5 separate regions of the Mus musculus genome follow, and regions 1, 3, 4 and 5 are each linked to region 2. Evidence: chromatin contacts called from public HiCAR-type, HiChIP or PLAC-seq and promoter capture Hi-C data. All regions are on one chromosome and are shown on one strand. The core of a region is the stretch at or near the end of the contact, and the rest is flanking DNA. Distances in the headings are between cores, read along the strand shown.

Region 1 (2,700 bases), core at 112-2,611, 640 kb before region 2:
TACACACACACACACACCTCCTTAGCTAACATATATATGTTAGAACAGGGCATACACTTTTGTCTGTTCAAGTCTACTTTTATGCCTTTTGTTCTGATTTCTACTTTTTAAATTACCACAGCGCATGTGTGGAGTTCAGAAGAGGAGACCTTGTGGAACTTGGTTCTGCCCGTCTACCATGTGGATCCCAAGGATCAAACTCAGGCCATGAAGCTTGGTGGCAGGTGTCCTACCAAGCCATGTTGCTGGGCTCATGCTTTGAGTTATGAAATACTTCACTATGTAGTCCAGGCTAGTCTGAAACTCACCATCCTCCTGTTTCAGCTTCCCTAATTCTGGGATTACAGGCCTACCCACCAACAAAGACATGAATTTGGTTTACACGTTGCCACTCTAAGTCTAGGAGGCCCTCTAACTGGATACCATTTGTATGCAGGCCACTGATTTCTTAGGCTCCCTCTACATCCTGCTCTGTTGACTTCACCTGCTGCCGTCAGTGGTGGGCTTTGCCACCGTGGTATCCCCACGAGGAAGAGGAGACTCACCTTGGTGTACTCATCCTTGGCCTTGGTGAGCATCTGCAGGATATCTACTTCTTGGCCCTCTCCTGAGCTCAAGGTCACGGGGGAGGATCCGGCTCCATGACAGGCTTTCAACTGTTCGCTCTGAGTGAGGCTAGAAAAACGGGAAGCTGCGATTCAGGAAACTAAAGTCAAAAGCGATGCTATTTATCACTCCAACTCTCTCCCAAGGGTTTTCATCCCACTACAACCATCTTAGGACTGCTTAAGCATTTGAAACAGAAAATGAGAGAAGAGGTCCTGAGCCAACAGGCCACATATGCAAATCCAGGGTAGGACATCAGAAGCTCTGTCCTTTGGACTCTAGCCTGCTCCACCTGTTCTAATAAAGAGAATAACAAACACAGGCCTGCTCGTTGCTGGACAGAGCAGTCCTGGCTGCTTTTACACTACAGCCGCAGGGCGGCTGCTGACTGTGGAGGAAGCCTTACAGAACATTCAACAGGGAAGATCTCTATGGTACAGACTCCTTCCCTTCCAGAATGCTGTGAGGTCAAGCAAGGTGGGCTGTACCACCTCAGACCTTGGCGATTCAGAATCGAAAAGGTCCCATTCGAACACTGACCTCATGGTCCTAAATGCTACAGGGAAACATTTTTTTAAGTCCTTTTCTTTGTGTGCTTTGATTTTTCAGCTCAAATTCTTATGTTAACTATGCAGATACTGGTAAAGTATGACCTGCAAAGTTACCAACAGATTTCCTTCTAACTAGAGAATGCATCTGAATCCACACAGATCAACTGCTCCTTGCTATCTACAATCGGCTTCCTGCCTGAGGGGTGAGGCACGCACCAGGTTTACCATGACCTCTTGGCTGAGTTACAGGGTATTTTTTAATCCATATGAAATCCGGCTATTATTGTCCCTTGCACAATTTACAACACCATGAAATGTTTAAGGAACTAGTTGTTATGGTGGTAAATACCAGTTTGAACACACTTAATCACCATCTGGGACTTGAGCTGGTTGCCTAAAATTAGCTCTCACAAGCAGGAGTTTCAGGAGTCAATTTTATTTATAAAAATGTGTTCCCTGGTTTTTATTTCCTTGTGGGGGTCACTTCTTCATTCCATTGCCCTGGGATGTAGAAGCGAATACTGGTTCTTTGCAGGACGAGCATCACGTCCACATGGGGACTAGCTATCCTAAACAGAGACCCAGCCCCATTAGGAATTTGATTAATTCTGATGACCTTGGCTATTTGCATAAACAGCAGCCGACAGTGAGCAGCCAAGTCGGAACTGGTCAGAGCCCACCAATCAATCGCACCTGAGCCTCCTTGTGATCCAATTAAGGAAGCCAAAGTCAGAGAGTACCTCAGGAACAGCTTGAGAGAAAGAGACTAATAAGTCTAAGAGTAGTGGGGGGGGGGGAGATGGGGAGAGAGAGGTGATTGATTCTGTACCGACTGCTAAACTAACATGAACTGATTCGGACTTCCCCAGAGAGGGGGACTGAGGAGGATTCTAGGCCCTTGGTGTTTGAGGTGTATCTGGGAACTCTGAGTTACAAGCACAGTTTAGAAGGAAGTGGAGGGTATCAAAGGCTCTGGGCAGCCTTTCAGGGTGACCCTGCATGTTCATTTTACTGATGGACACATAACTTTCCATAGAAAATACTACTTATTTACAAATGAAGAAAATGCCAAAGAAAACCACCCCGCGGAACAGCTCACAGCACATGGAGAGAACAATAAGCCACAGAAGCTGAGTTTGCAGAGAGCAGGGCAAAACTGTTTCTCACTCTCTTCATATGCTAAGCAGTGACAGGGTCTGGGGGTGGGGTGGGGTGGGGTGGGGTGGGGGTGGGGTCGTGTGAGGATGACAGCTGAGAACCACTTCCTGCTAGTGTTGATTCACACATTTAGAAATACGAGCCACAGTGCCAGCTCCTAGGACACGATTGGCCTTTTAATACTTACTTTTTCATTAGTTTTGCAATTCTCTGGCACTCTTCCTTATCATAAAACCAAATTCCATAAATGGACACTGGGGAAAAACACATCAACAAGCCGTAAGCATCCTCAAAGCACACAATGGAAGGGAACCCCCTTTCCGTCTTACAGGAAAATCCGCAATAATCAGTCACAGTGAATTCATTCGAGTGATTATTAAATAGA
Region 2 (2,700 bases), core at 12-2,511:
CATTGAGTACAGCATGTATTACAGATCCACACTGCAGAAGTGGGATTCCTGTGGGTTGGGGAGCAGGGGGAGGGGGTAGGATAGGAAAGCTGATAACATTCGAAATGTAAAGAAAATATCTAATAAAAAATTAAAAATTAAAAAAAAAAAGAAGCTGTACCATAGGAACTGACTGATCTGAACTACTGCCGTAGCAAGTTTTGAACGTTGCAAGTCCAGAAGCAAATCACATTGAGCCATCGTGTTCTCCTGTGCGTGGGACCTAGCTTCTTTATGTCCAGGAGGTAAAGCCTTTGGAATGTCCACTGGGACTCCTAGCTTCCATCAGCCAAAGGGGGTAAGAAATTCATCAACTGCCATCTGAGGGGTGTTAACACAAAACCCACTTACCTGACGTACCCACCGACGTATCTGAAAAGTGGGTTGATTTGTTGTCGTTTCTATTAAAATTGGAACATGAAACAGGATTTGAGGTAGCCTGAATTTGAGGTAGTTCCTGCGGCCACTGGAGGTCCTATTAGGCACGAACGGTATTTTATTCCCTTTGAGGTGAGTTGTGGCTTTAGATTGACAAAATTTATTAACAATTTAAAACGTCAAGGTGAACACTTACACTGGAAAACTGCTTACTAAGTATTACTTTTTCCAGGTCCAAAACCAAAAATTTACACACATCATATCGTTTCATTCAGATCCCAAATGCAGACAACCTTTTCTTCTTACCTCCCATCAGCTTGTCTAACTCATATACTGACTCTTTAGGCTGTGAAACACGATCATTTATTGCACTAATTCCCAAACTACTTAGCTTAACAAAATCTCTTCCCTTACTCTTCCACGCCACGATTCCATCCATGCTGTTTGTAGTTTACTTTTTGATTATCGCCTACCTAGAGTCCAATAGGTTTGCTCCCCAACAGGTTTAACTGCCACTGAAACACAAGGCCAAAGCTAAGCAGGGAGGCCGGACTCCAGAAGGTTCTGCGCCCATCTGCCAGGCGCCCTCAATGCCCGCAGTCCTGGAGTACTGGGTCTGGGTTCCACGCTGCTGAGCGACCCCCATTCCTGTTGAAGCCTTGCAGCGATCACGCCCAAACCGAGGCTAACCCGGGCCTCTGGAAACAACACACTGCCCACCTCCGCCTTAAACCCCGGGTTAGAGAACCCGCTAGGTTGCAGCGCCCTGACCTCCTGAACAGCAAAGAAGGCGGAGCCTGGCCGTGCGCACGCGTGCTGGGCACTGGTCGCTGCTGGGCCTGTGTGAGCATGCGCGGCAGCAAGAAGGCGCGGGTTGCTAGTTTGCAGCTCGGCTTGGCGATTATTGTGCTTTAAAAACCTGCCGGGCCATGCAGCGTCTTTCCCGGTGGGATCCCGTGCGTCTAGGCCGGCTTTTCAATAAGTGCCCTAGCTGCGTTGTGTTGTCAGCCAACGTTGCGCGGGGAAGAAGGTGCCTGTGAGGGGCGTACCCTCTGCCATGAAGAAGATTTTTGGCTTCAGGAGTAAGGGCCCATCGCCCTTAGGCCCCTCTGCCCGCCCGCGCAGCAACTGCGTGGGCTTTGGACGCGAGAGTGCTAGTGGCTCCCACGTGCCCAGGTACCATATTCACGACAAGGATATGGGCAAGATCCACAAGGCTGCAAGCGTGGGAGATGTAGCCAAAGTGCAGCATATCCTTATCCTTGGAAAAAGTGGCGTGAACGATAGAGACAAGAAGGACAGGTAATAAATGGCCCGCCAGTTAGCGGGGCGGGACGAAGCTGGTGGGGGAGCGTGCACCTACCTTGTCTGGCTTTGGGGCTGGAAGACAGAGAGTCTATCTTTCATTAAGGAAGCTTGACTCTTCCCACCTGGCTTTGAATGCCTAAGTCTTAGTGGGGTCTAAGCCCTGACCTGTATGAACAGCAAGGACAGCAACAAAAAACACTTCAGCTGGTTTCTGATCCACTGACAGTTCCCTTCACTGGCAATGTAAAGCGAGTTAACTAACATTTTAACTTTCTGCATACATATAAGAAAGTTTTATGTTGTAGAAATACATAATAGGAGAAATGTTTCTGTTCAAGGTTAAAAATTCTTCCACTAACATACAGGATCCATCTTATCACTGCCGTACACCTGTGTGAATGGTTTTGGTTGGTTGGTTTGTTTTTACTGCATTTTGAAGTGGGAAAATAGTTCCATATTCTCGAGTCAAAGATTGGTAATTCCCAGAACTCGAACTCTGAATATCCTGATCAATTTAACGTAAGCCAAACCCGACCGTCAGCGTTTTAACAATTTTGAGTTTCTTATGTTGCTTTTGATTTTGTGATGAGACGAGAAAAAAAAAACTTTCTAAAGGATAAAACTACTAGTTTTCACAAGTCAGTCGTTTACTAGCAGCCAAAGAGACACAGCAGTGAGCAGGGTGGAATAGAAAACCCAGAACATATCCAATCAAGTATATGTAAGAATTTAGATATTGCTGGGCAGTGGTGGCTCATGCCTTTAATCCCAGCACTTGGGAGGCAGAGGCAGGTGGATTTCTGAGTTCGGGGCCAGCCTGGTCTACAGAGTGAGCTCCGTGACAACCAAGGCTACACAGAGAAATCCTGTCTCAAAAAACAAAACAAAACGAAAAAACCAACCAACCAAACAAACAAACAAAAAAACCAAAAAAGAATTTAGAAGTTGATTCTGGTGACACCCCAGTTAGTAGGG
Region 3 (2,700 bases), core at 160-2,659, 610 kb before region 2:
AACGAAAATAATTTTATGTTAGGGGTCACCACAACAGGAGGAACTGTATTAAAGAGTCCCAGCATTTGGAAGGCTGAGAAACATTGACCTAGAGAAGTGAAGCACGTTTATGTACAGTATCTTCACATAAATAGAGAAACATTTCAGTGGGGAAACTCCCTTTACTTATATAGGCCCATAGTGTAATTTCCTCTGGTGTCCAAGAAAGACAGCCTCAATTAATCAAACTAGGGATATTCAGAACAATGGATCTCTGCAGATTTCCCCTTCAGGTTTGGCTCTTAGGAGAACAGACATGAATTCTTTGCCTCACTTCAGTTAAGAACTCGGACAAAACTATCGGAAAAGATTCCCGGCCCTGTTTCAGGGGTGTTGGGGATGAAGCAGGTGCCTGCCCCAAGCTCCACGTCCAAGAACTTTCTTCATTCTTTTGTGTGCATGGTTTTTGGGTCGTTCTTATTACAGCCTACTTAATCATAAATCTGCTCAAAAATGAAAGTTTTCTTTGCATAAATCTTGATGTTTGTTTCAGTCTTGGCGAACACACCGGGGGAAAAAAATTGAAAATTTGCAAGGTGTTTTCCATACACCCAATGAACCTTATTAAAAGCATTGGTTATATACTGATGAATATTTGGACAAAAGTCACAAAAGAGGAGGAAATGACACTTTTATATATTCAAAGGGATGGTTTATAAATGATAAGAACCAATGCCTAGGCCAGAACTAATTGGTCTCCCGTTGCAATTCCAGTCTAGTTGTGTGGAAAACTAAACTTCATCCAGTTACTGTAGGCTGGGACTCGGTCTTGTTGGAAATGGACTGAAATGGTTAGGTTACCAACCCTGGCCTCCTACATCCAAGTCTGGGGTGTCCCACCCATGTCCATTTCCTCTTTATTCTCCCACGCTTGCTCTTAGGTGGGTGCCTGCCCTGCATTTCGCACTCCGGCTGCTCCTCCTCCGCGAGGCTGGACTTATCTAAGTTTGGGGCTTCCGGGCTGCCCTCCGCTGCCGGAGAGCTTCTGTCTTCTGATCTCAAAGCCCGTGGCCCGCACTCAGCGGAGCCGGCCACACCTTCTGTGTCCCTCGTCCCCCACCTGCTGGTGGACCCGCGGGTCGCCCTCCACCAGGACCGGCCCCCGCCCGCCTAGCCGTGCCCAGCATCTCCCGCCCTGTCCGCGCCCCGCCTTCCGCACGGCCGCGGCGTCCGCACGCACCCACTCGTTGGCCCGATGGCCGAAAGTGTACAGAGCCACCTGGCTGGCCACGTCCACGATGCGACTGATGTAGGGGTCGTGGCGCCGCAGGGCTGCCAGGCTGATATCGTGTCCCTTCCCAGGCAGGCCACCTGCCGCCGCGGCCGCCATCTTCCCACCCACCCTCCTGCCCAGCCTTCAGGAAGCCCCCTCAATCGACCGCCGAGCGAGCGAGCGAGCGCGGCGGGGCGACCTTCCGGCATTTGGGGACCCGGGCTAGGCTTCGCTAATCGATGGCCGGGTCCTCTCGCGGAGGATCGTCGCCTTGGCAACAGGAAGCTCAGCCCTGCTCAAGGAAGCCCGTTTTATCTATTTCTTTCTTCAGGAGCCTCTGAGCTGTGCCCATTTCCTTCTTGAATACGGCCCACGCCTTTGCAGAGCTCTTCTTTGGCTCTTCGATGACCAATCAAACATAGTCACTCCAAAAAGAACTCTGAGAATTCTTAAATGGGGCTCCCCAATATCCGTGAGGGATTTCCTGAGTGCCTCAGAGGCCTGCAAGGTTATGATTGTCCATGACAATTCTGAGACTTGCATGATGTGTGCAAAAGGACGACTGCACCGGTAAAGAACCAAGGGAGGCCCCAAACTGCACCACTAGCCGGTGTATTCTTGCCGCTGTGCATTATTCTCTGGAAAACTTGTCTGAGCAGCTGAAGCCAGGCGTCCCTTGGTCAAAGTACTAAATTAAAAAAAAAAAAAACAATCTTTGGGTATATTTTTTAAATTAATGTGGGGGAAAAATTAGAAAGAATGGATAACGCAGAGCTGTTGCACGCCATATTTGCCTCTAGGCAAATATGTTCTGCACTTGAGATGGGCTGAATTTGTGGTTTTATTGTAGGTTTTGCTGGGGTTGGAGGGCTTGTTTCTCGAGACAGAGTCTATGGCAGGTTTCAGTCTTTGCTCCTCCTGCCTTGGGGTCTTAAGTGCTAGGACTACTGGGGTGTGCCACCACCCAGCCCAGGGGTTTAATTTTACTTCCACAGAGCATCAGTTTAACATGAAAGAAAGATGAACAAACTTATGGCTATTCAGATAGATTCTGGACAGGCTTTTTCAAAACTAAGATTTTCCTGTTTCTTTCAAGAAATCAAGGGGTAGGTATTGTTGCTAATGATAATTTTTTAGGTTAATTTTTAAAAAAATGGGCCATGAGCTTGACTGTCTCAATACTTAAGTCTCTTCAGATGAGACCTGTGGTGCTATCAATGAGTACACTTCTAAAAGATTATACTCTAATGGGAACTGTCAACATTTGAAAGATATAGCTCCCTTAGCCCGGTCATTCAATGATTTTCAGATAATAAAATGGTGTCACAAACTCACATACAGGTAGGAGATCCATTCAAGGCGAATGTGGATCAGTGGATTTCAGTGTCCCACAAAGTATGAAAGGGTGATAGGACTTCAAGAAACTGCACTTTGTCAAATTTTGATAT
Region 4 (2,700 bases), core at 184-2,683, 800 kb before region 2:
GAGACGGGCAACATTTGGACACATCTCCTAGGTATGTAATGCTGGTGGTCAGTGGTATAATGAAATTAGTGATTGACTTAGTTTTTCTGATTTTCATGTATAAGTATAGCACTCGAAAAATATGATAGAATTTCTCTCCCTCGGATTTTCAGTAATGATTTCTTATTGGTTTACCCTTTGATAATCCTAACGTGTGCTGTGACTTTGTTAAAACCAACTCATCTTTTCTCTCCTAGAGTTTTGTTTTGAGATAGGGTCTTACAGTATCCCAGGCTAGTCTGGACTTCATGACCCTTCCTCTGCCCCTTCCAGGCAGCTATGTAACTCTTGCCTGCCTCCTCCCTAGGTCTTGACACAGTGGCCTCAAAGGCAAGGCAAGAATTGCTATAGAAGATACACAGTATCCCAACAAGCAGCAAGAGCAAGGTGTTTAGAAAGTTTGAGCAGGTTTCTTTTCAGTCATTACTTAGATTAGTTATAGTTACATTTTATTTGATCTGAATAGAATATGAAACTGATATTTTTCCATTATGATTTTTGTAGAACTAAATAAAGAATACAGTGGGACAAAGGTTAATCTTTCAGTAAAAAGAACAGTGCAGCTTAGGTAGCCACGATAAAGAAGAATGAAGTGGGTGAGACATGGCTGTGCATGTCTAATTCTGACCCTGGGAGGAGGGACAGGATTGTATCAGGTCAGCCTGTGATATGGAGTGAGACTGTGCTGAACAGATAAAGTTCTGTATCAGCCCCAAGGAAAACACAGACGGAAGTCCTTGGGACCTGGGTTAGGTAAAGGTTTCTTAGAATTGATACCTAAAGTACATGTAGCCAAAGAAAGAAGAAATTGGATTTTGTCAAAGTTAAAAAAATATGTTTGTTAAAGAATATTGTCAAGAAAGTTAAAAGGAACCCCCAGAGTGAGAGAATATTTGCAAGTCATGTTCTATCTAGTCTACCACAGGACTCTTGTAAGCAAACAGTATAAACAGCCCACCCTTTTGTGAGGGGCAGTAAAGCTTCTTGTAGACATTTCTAGAGAAGGTATATAGGCGACAAACATGTACTTGGAAAGGTAATTTTTATCAGTCATTTAGGGAACTACAAGACAGATACAAAGAAGTACAGTGAGAGACCATTTTACTCGCTCCAGGATTGCTATGATCAAGAAAATGGGGCTGGGCATGGTGGCACACGCCTTTAATCCCAGCACTCGGGAGGCAGAGGCAGGCGGATTTCTGAGTTTGAGGTCAGCCTGGTCTACAAAGTGAGTTCCAGGACAGCCAGGGCTATACAGAGAAACTCTGTCTCAAAAAACAAAACAAAACAAAAAAACAAACAGAAAAGGGGAAGTGACAAACCATCTGTGACTACAGGAAGGAGATCCATGTAGGCAAAATGCCCATACACATAACAATAGAGAAATCTTTCTTAAAAATCTCAAAAGGAGGGCCGCTCAGTGGTGAGTGCTCGCCTAGCATGTTATGAGGTCTTGAGTTCAGTCTCTAGCACAGAACAAACCCCACAAACCCCAACACCCGAACAACAAAAGCTTGGTGTAAAAGCTATAGTGGTGGCCACACGCTTTTAATCCCAGCACTCAAGAGACAGAGGCCCAGCCTGGTCTATGCAGCGTGAACTCCAGGCTAGCCAGGACTACATAGTACTGAGACCCATTCTCAAACAAAGCAAATGGCTAGGTATGGAGTTTGTGACAGTGATGTACTGGGACAGCTAGTAAGGACCAGAGGAACAGCACAGGATTCTTGAGCATCCATAAACAGATGTAAAGTAGAGCTTTGAAAGCACCTCTAAGCGTATGTGTGAGAACTTCGTAAGTAGCAGGTCAGCTTAACTCTTAAGAGGTAACTGTCCTCTCTGGCTTCTTGTTGGATTGTGGTCCTTAGATGAATGAGAGATTATCTTCCCCACCCCACCTTGTTTTCTTTCTCAGAGCCTTATAGATCCCAGGCTACCTCAGATTCCTCTGTTGCTGAGGGTGGCTTTGAATTTGTAATTCTCCTGCTTCCTCCCAAGTGCTGGGATTAAGGTGTGTGCCACCATACCTTTGTGCACGCTGGGAAGCACTCACTACATCCTCAGCTAGTTACTATATTATTTATGCTCAAAGTTTATGATGGTATATGACACCAGCAGCATTGGAAGGAAACTAAAATCTTGGATAAACATTTTGTTTAGATTTTTTTTCCTCACAGAATTTATGGTTTTAGTATTATTGCTTCTGGGAAATTTTGAAAATGCGGTGTACAACACTATCCTGTCAGAGAGCATTTTATCCATTGCTTGCATTCTTTTCCTAGGTTGTGTATTCTTCCTGTGCCTGGGGATCTTTTATATGTTTCGCCCAAATATATCTTTTGTGGCCCCTCTGCAAGAGAAAGTGGTCTTTGGCTTGTTCTTCTTGGGAGCCATTCTCTGCCTTTCCTTTTCATGGCTCTTCCACACGGTGTACTGCCACTCAGAAGGGGTCTCCCGACTCTTCTCTAAGTAAGTATTCACGATGCCCTTGTTAGCAGCCGTGCTTTAGGGGCAGTGGGGCAGGAACAGCCTCCAGCAGAGCTGGCAAGATTCTTGACGCTACCACATACAAACTCCGTCCTTTTTGAATGATACCAACAGTTTGTTTCTTAGTTGTTGCTGATGTCATAAGTCATGGGGGATTAATTGGAGCCTATAATG
Region 5 (2,700 bases), core at 60-2,559, 550 kb before region 2:
AACGAACCCGAGGAGAGGAGGGTAAATAGAGAACCAGCTACTGCAGAGCGCCAGAGGTAGAACTTTGGCTCAGCCATGGAAGGTGGCAGCAGAGAAAGCCAGGGAAGGTTACACTGCCTTGTTCTGTCTGAGGTGAATTCCGAGATATACTGATGTGAAGCGGTGGAGGAGATCAAGTCAAGGTGTCTCCAGGGTTCTTCAGCTGAGTTGGGGGAAGGCTGTGTGAGAAGCAGGCCTGGACATATAAGGTTTGATTCTCAAGTGGAGAGGGCAGGTTGGCTGGCCTATGGGTGAGAAGGAAGGTCTAAACTGGAGATTTGCAGCTGACACTTAGCCGTGCTTAAAGCCACGTAGATGATAGGGTCTTTTAGGGAACCTGGAGACAGGGCGTGAAGTCTTCTAAGGGTTGATATTTAGATCTGGTTTCCCAGTGGTAGGCCCTTCTAGAATGGGCTCACCAGCCCCATCTAGAGGGTCGTGCGTGCAGGAGGTGCCATACATATTACTGTGACAGCGAGAGTCAGGGAGAAGTGTTTCATAGCTCCCCGCCAGGGTGGCAGAATTAAGAGAAGTAGGTAAGGAGACACTGGCAGAACACGTGCTCGCCTGACCCCAAGGAGAGAGCAAACCTGGCTGTGTTAATGTTCTCAGACATCTGGGCACCACTGCTGCCTTGCCCACAAGGCTCCGCCTCTTGGGCTCTCTCTCTCCCCGCCCATCTGCCCATCCTTGCCTGTGTGTGTCACTTCTACAACCGCTCTGATTGTAATCGATCAACAGAATCACGGCTCATTTTGCTGTTTCGTCCGGTCGATGTGAAAGGGGCCGGGAGTTGGGCACATTGTAGTTCGTGTTGCCGGGATTCCCCTCCCAGGCCTTGCTAGCGTGGCGCCCCCCCCCACCCCCCCAGGGACGCGCGGTGGCCGCGGGGCCTCGGGAGGGTGGAGGTCTTGCAGCCGGGCTCTCGGAGGTGTGTCCGCTCCTGGGCTCGTTCCCCGCCGTCGCGAAGCCAGGGGGTTCTCGCGTGGCGGCGCCGCTCCACTCGGGCTCCGGTCCCCGCCGCGCGCCGCCGCCACATCTGGAAGCGTTCAGCTCGTCTGCTCCGGCGCGCCGGGCGGGCGGGCGGGCGGGCGGGCGCGGGCAGGGGCGGGCGCGGGCGCGGCGGGGCTGGAGGGAGGAGGGAGGCCGCGCCGCGCTCTCGCGCCCGGTGTCTCCCTCTCGCTGCCTCTGCAGAAACAGCTCCCTGCCAGAACGGCGCTCGGCGCGGCGCGGCCCGGAGCGGCGGCGGCAGTGGCGGCGGCGGCGGCGACGCTTCCCGCGGGCTCGCCCTCAGGTGTTCGCGGCTGCCGTCGCCGAAGATCGCGGGTCGGGGCCTCGCGGCGATCGCCCTGGGCGGGCCGGAGACGCCTCGGGCCCCCTGGCGGCTCGGGGTCCACCCGGCGCCGCGGGCCCGCCGCTTTCCCTCGCCTCGCCTTTGCGCCTCTTCTCGCTCTGCCTCTCCATTTATTATTCTTATCATTTTTATTTTCAAATGGTGTAGCCGCCAGAGGTGCGGTGCTAAATTCTTGGAAGGGGCCCGGATGTACTGAGGATGCATTACAATCTCACGAAAGGAGGCGGTAGTGGAAAGCAGCAGTTTTTGGTGTTTGGTGCAATAATGGGGATCAGGTAATCACCCGAAGGGAGCAAGAACCACTGCGGATCCACGGGTTCCTGGATTTGCGCGAGAGCCGCCGGCCTCGGAGGAGGGATCCATCCCGAGCCGCTCGCGGCTGTTGCTGCATTTCTTCCTCTTTGTGGCTTCTCCTTTCCAAGCAGTTTTTGGCCAATGGTCAATGAAAACACGAGGATGTACGTTCCAGAGGAAAACCACCAAGGTAAGCGGGACCCCAGCGCCTCGCCGGGCTCGCCCGCGCTGCCCACGGCGGGTCCCGGTGGAGCGGCCCTCGCCGCGTGCCTCGCGAGGGGCGCCAACCCCGCGCGCGGGAGCCCGCGGGAGCCGGCCGAGCCGCCGTGCGAGCCGGAGCGGAAAATTCCCGCCCCTCCCCCTCCGCGGCCGGGCTTCTTCGGAGCATGTGGTTCCCATGAAATCCCGAGCGAGGGGGAAAGTTCCCCAAGTGTCGGCGCTGCCTGCATTTCTCGCCTTTGCCTCGAAAGCCGGCCGGCCAGTCTGGCCACGGCGAGCCGAGGAGCCGCTGCTTCGGGGTCCCTTGCTTTGCTGGGGCGCGGCAGGGAACGCGCGCTCTCGCGCGCACCCCTACGGAGACCAGCCCCGCGCCGGTGGCCCCCCAGGCTGCCCCACGTCCACTCTTCCCGACGCCACTTCCTCGGGCAGTGCGCTCCGGGTCGCGGGTGGGGGTGGGGGCGGGGGCTGCAGCTGTGCGTCTCAGCGCGCCTCCTCTCTCCAGGCTCTCAGGCTCTTCGGCTTCTCAACACCGCCCACCTCTCCACTGCCATTGACCCCGAGCGAGCCCACGCCGGGTGCCGGGTGTGTTACTGTTAGCACCCCAGTGTGGACTCGCACCTGAGGATGGAAAGCGGTTAGAAGCCTCAGTGATGTGTGGGCTTTGCTTTTCCATGTTTTCAGGGAATCATGAAAGGGTGTGACTAGCTCTGAGGCTCCATACTTAGTGTTCTCTAAGCATCTCCATCCTGGGCATCAAGTGTCATCAGCTCCCCTCTAATGGTGAATGGCTTTCG

Evidence for each region. Promoter capture Hi-C pulls out the DNA fragments that hold promoters and counts their contacts. HiCAR-type assays count read pairs that join an accessible place to other places. HiChIP or PLAC-seq counts read pairs in DNA pulled down with a chosen protein or histone mark.
Region 1: a contact with region 2 is called in a promoter capture Hi-C map of embryonic stem cells, with 4 times the contacts expected there. The contact joins the enhancer-like site here to the promoter of Ankrd26 in region 2. A contact is called at or near these places in 8 of 39 promoter capture datasets (the 3T3-L1 cell line, the HPC-7 cell line, cranial neural crest and 4 more).
Region 3: a contact with region 2 is called in a HiCAR-type map of astrocytes, with 4 times the contacts expected there. The contact joins the promoter of Dcp1b here to the promoter of Ankrd26 in region 2. A contact is called at or near these places in 6 of 39 promoter capture datasets (3T3-L1-derived adipocytes, the C10 cell line, cranial neural crest and 3 more), 2 of 484 Hi-C or Micro-C datasets (forebrain and nephron progenitors) and 13 of 115 datasets of contacts at active chromatin or transcription factors (the 230-238 cell line, the SCID.adh cell line, astrocytes and 8 more).
Region 4: a contact with region 2 is called in a promoter capture Hi-C map of hippocampal neurons, with 4 times the contacts expected there. The contact joins the enhancer-like site here to the promoter of Ankrd26 in region 2. A contact is called at or near these places in 10 of 39 promoter capture datasets (the 3T3-L1 cell line, 3T3-L1-derived adipocytes, the HPC-7 cell line and 7 more), 1 of 484 Hi-C or Micro-C datasets (the G1E-ER4 cell line) and 2 of 115 datasets of contacts at active chromatin or transcription factors (embryonic basal ganglia and embryonic forebrain).
Region 5: a contact with region 2 is called in an H3K4me3 HiChIP or PLAC-seq map of stem cell-derived neural progenitor cells, with 5 times the contacts expected there. The contact joins the promoter of Cacna1c here to the promoter of Ankrd26 in region 2. A contact is called at or near these places in 7 of 39 promoter capture datasets (the 3T3-L1 cell line, cranial neural crest, embryonic stem cells and 3 more), 2 of 15 datasets of contacts at CTCF or cohesin (the NIH/3T3 cell line and stem cell-derived epiblast-like cells), 2 of 484 Hi-C or Micro-C datasets (embryonic stem cells and uterus), 11 of 115 datasets of contacts at active chromatin or transcription factors (the SCID.adh cell line, astrocytes, craniofacial prominence and 5 more) and 1 of 9 other capture datasets (embryonic stem cells).

The regions. Positions count from the first base shown.
Region 1 is chr6:119,198,797-119,201,496 of GRCm38.p6, reverse strand. It overlaps Dcp1b (decapping mRNA 1B), which reads right to left. Exons shown (of 9, transcript NM_001033379.3): 4 at 2,503-2,569; 5 at 546-675. Among named protein-coding and RNA genes, the nearest start is that of Dcp1b, 25 kb to the right of the region's middle. Within about 2 kb of position 1,361, at least 15 of the 459 cell types and tissues checked have an H3K27ac peak or open chromatin away from gene starts, as enhancers often do. A contact at or near this core is called in embryonic stem cells, where this site is marked.
Region 2 is chr6:118,560,832-118,563,531 of GRCm38.p6, reverse strand. Ankrd26 (ankyrin repeat domain 26) reads left to right here and starts at 1,261. Exons shown (of 34, transcript NM_001081112.2): 1 at 1,261-1,719. The coding sequence starts at 1,475.
Region 3 is chr6:119,173,962-119,176,661 of GRCm38.p6, reverse strand. It overlaps Dcp1b (decapping mRNA 1B), which reads right to left and starts at 1,409. Exons shown (of 9, transcript NM_001033379.3): 1 at 1,220-1,409. The coding sequence starts at 1,369. It also overlaps a transcript of Cacna1c not described here.
Region 4 is chr6:119,359,159-119,361,858 of GRCm38.p6, reverse strand. It overlaps Adipor2 (adiponectin receptor 2), which reads left to right. Exons shown (of 8, transcript NM_001355692.1): 4 at 1-31; 5 at 2,322-2,508. Among named protein-coding and RNA genes, the nearest start is that of Adipor2, 28 kb to the left of the region's middle. Within about 2 kb of position 1,433, at least 33 of the 459 cell types and tissues checked have an H3K27ac peak or open chromatin away from gene starts, as enhancers often do. A contact at or near this core is called in the G1E-ER4 cell line and the HPC-7 cell line, where this site is marked.
Region 5 is chr6:119,107,104-119,109,803 of GRCm38.p6, reverse strand. Cacna1c (calcium channel, voltage-dependent, L type, alpha 1C subunit) reads left to right here and starts at 1,309. Exons shown (of 47, transcript NM_001159534.2): 1 at 1,309-1,877. The coding sequence starts at 1,829.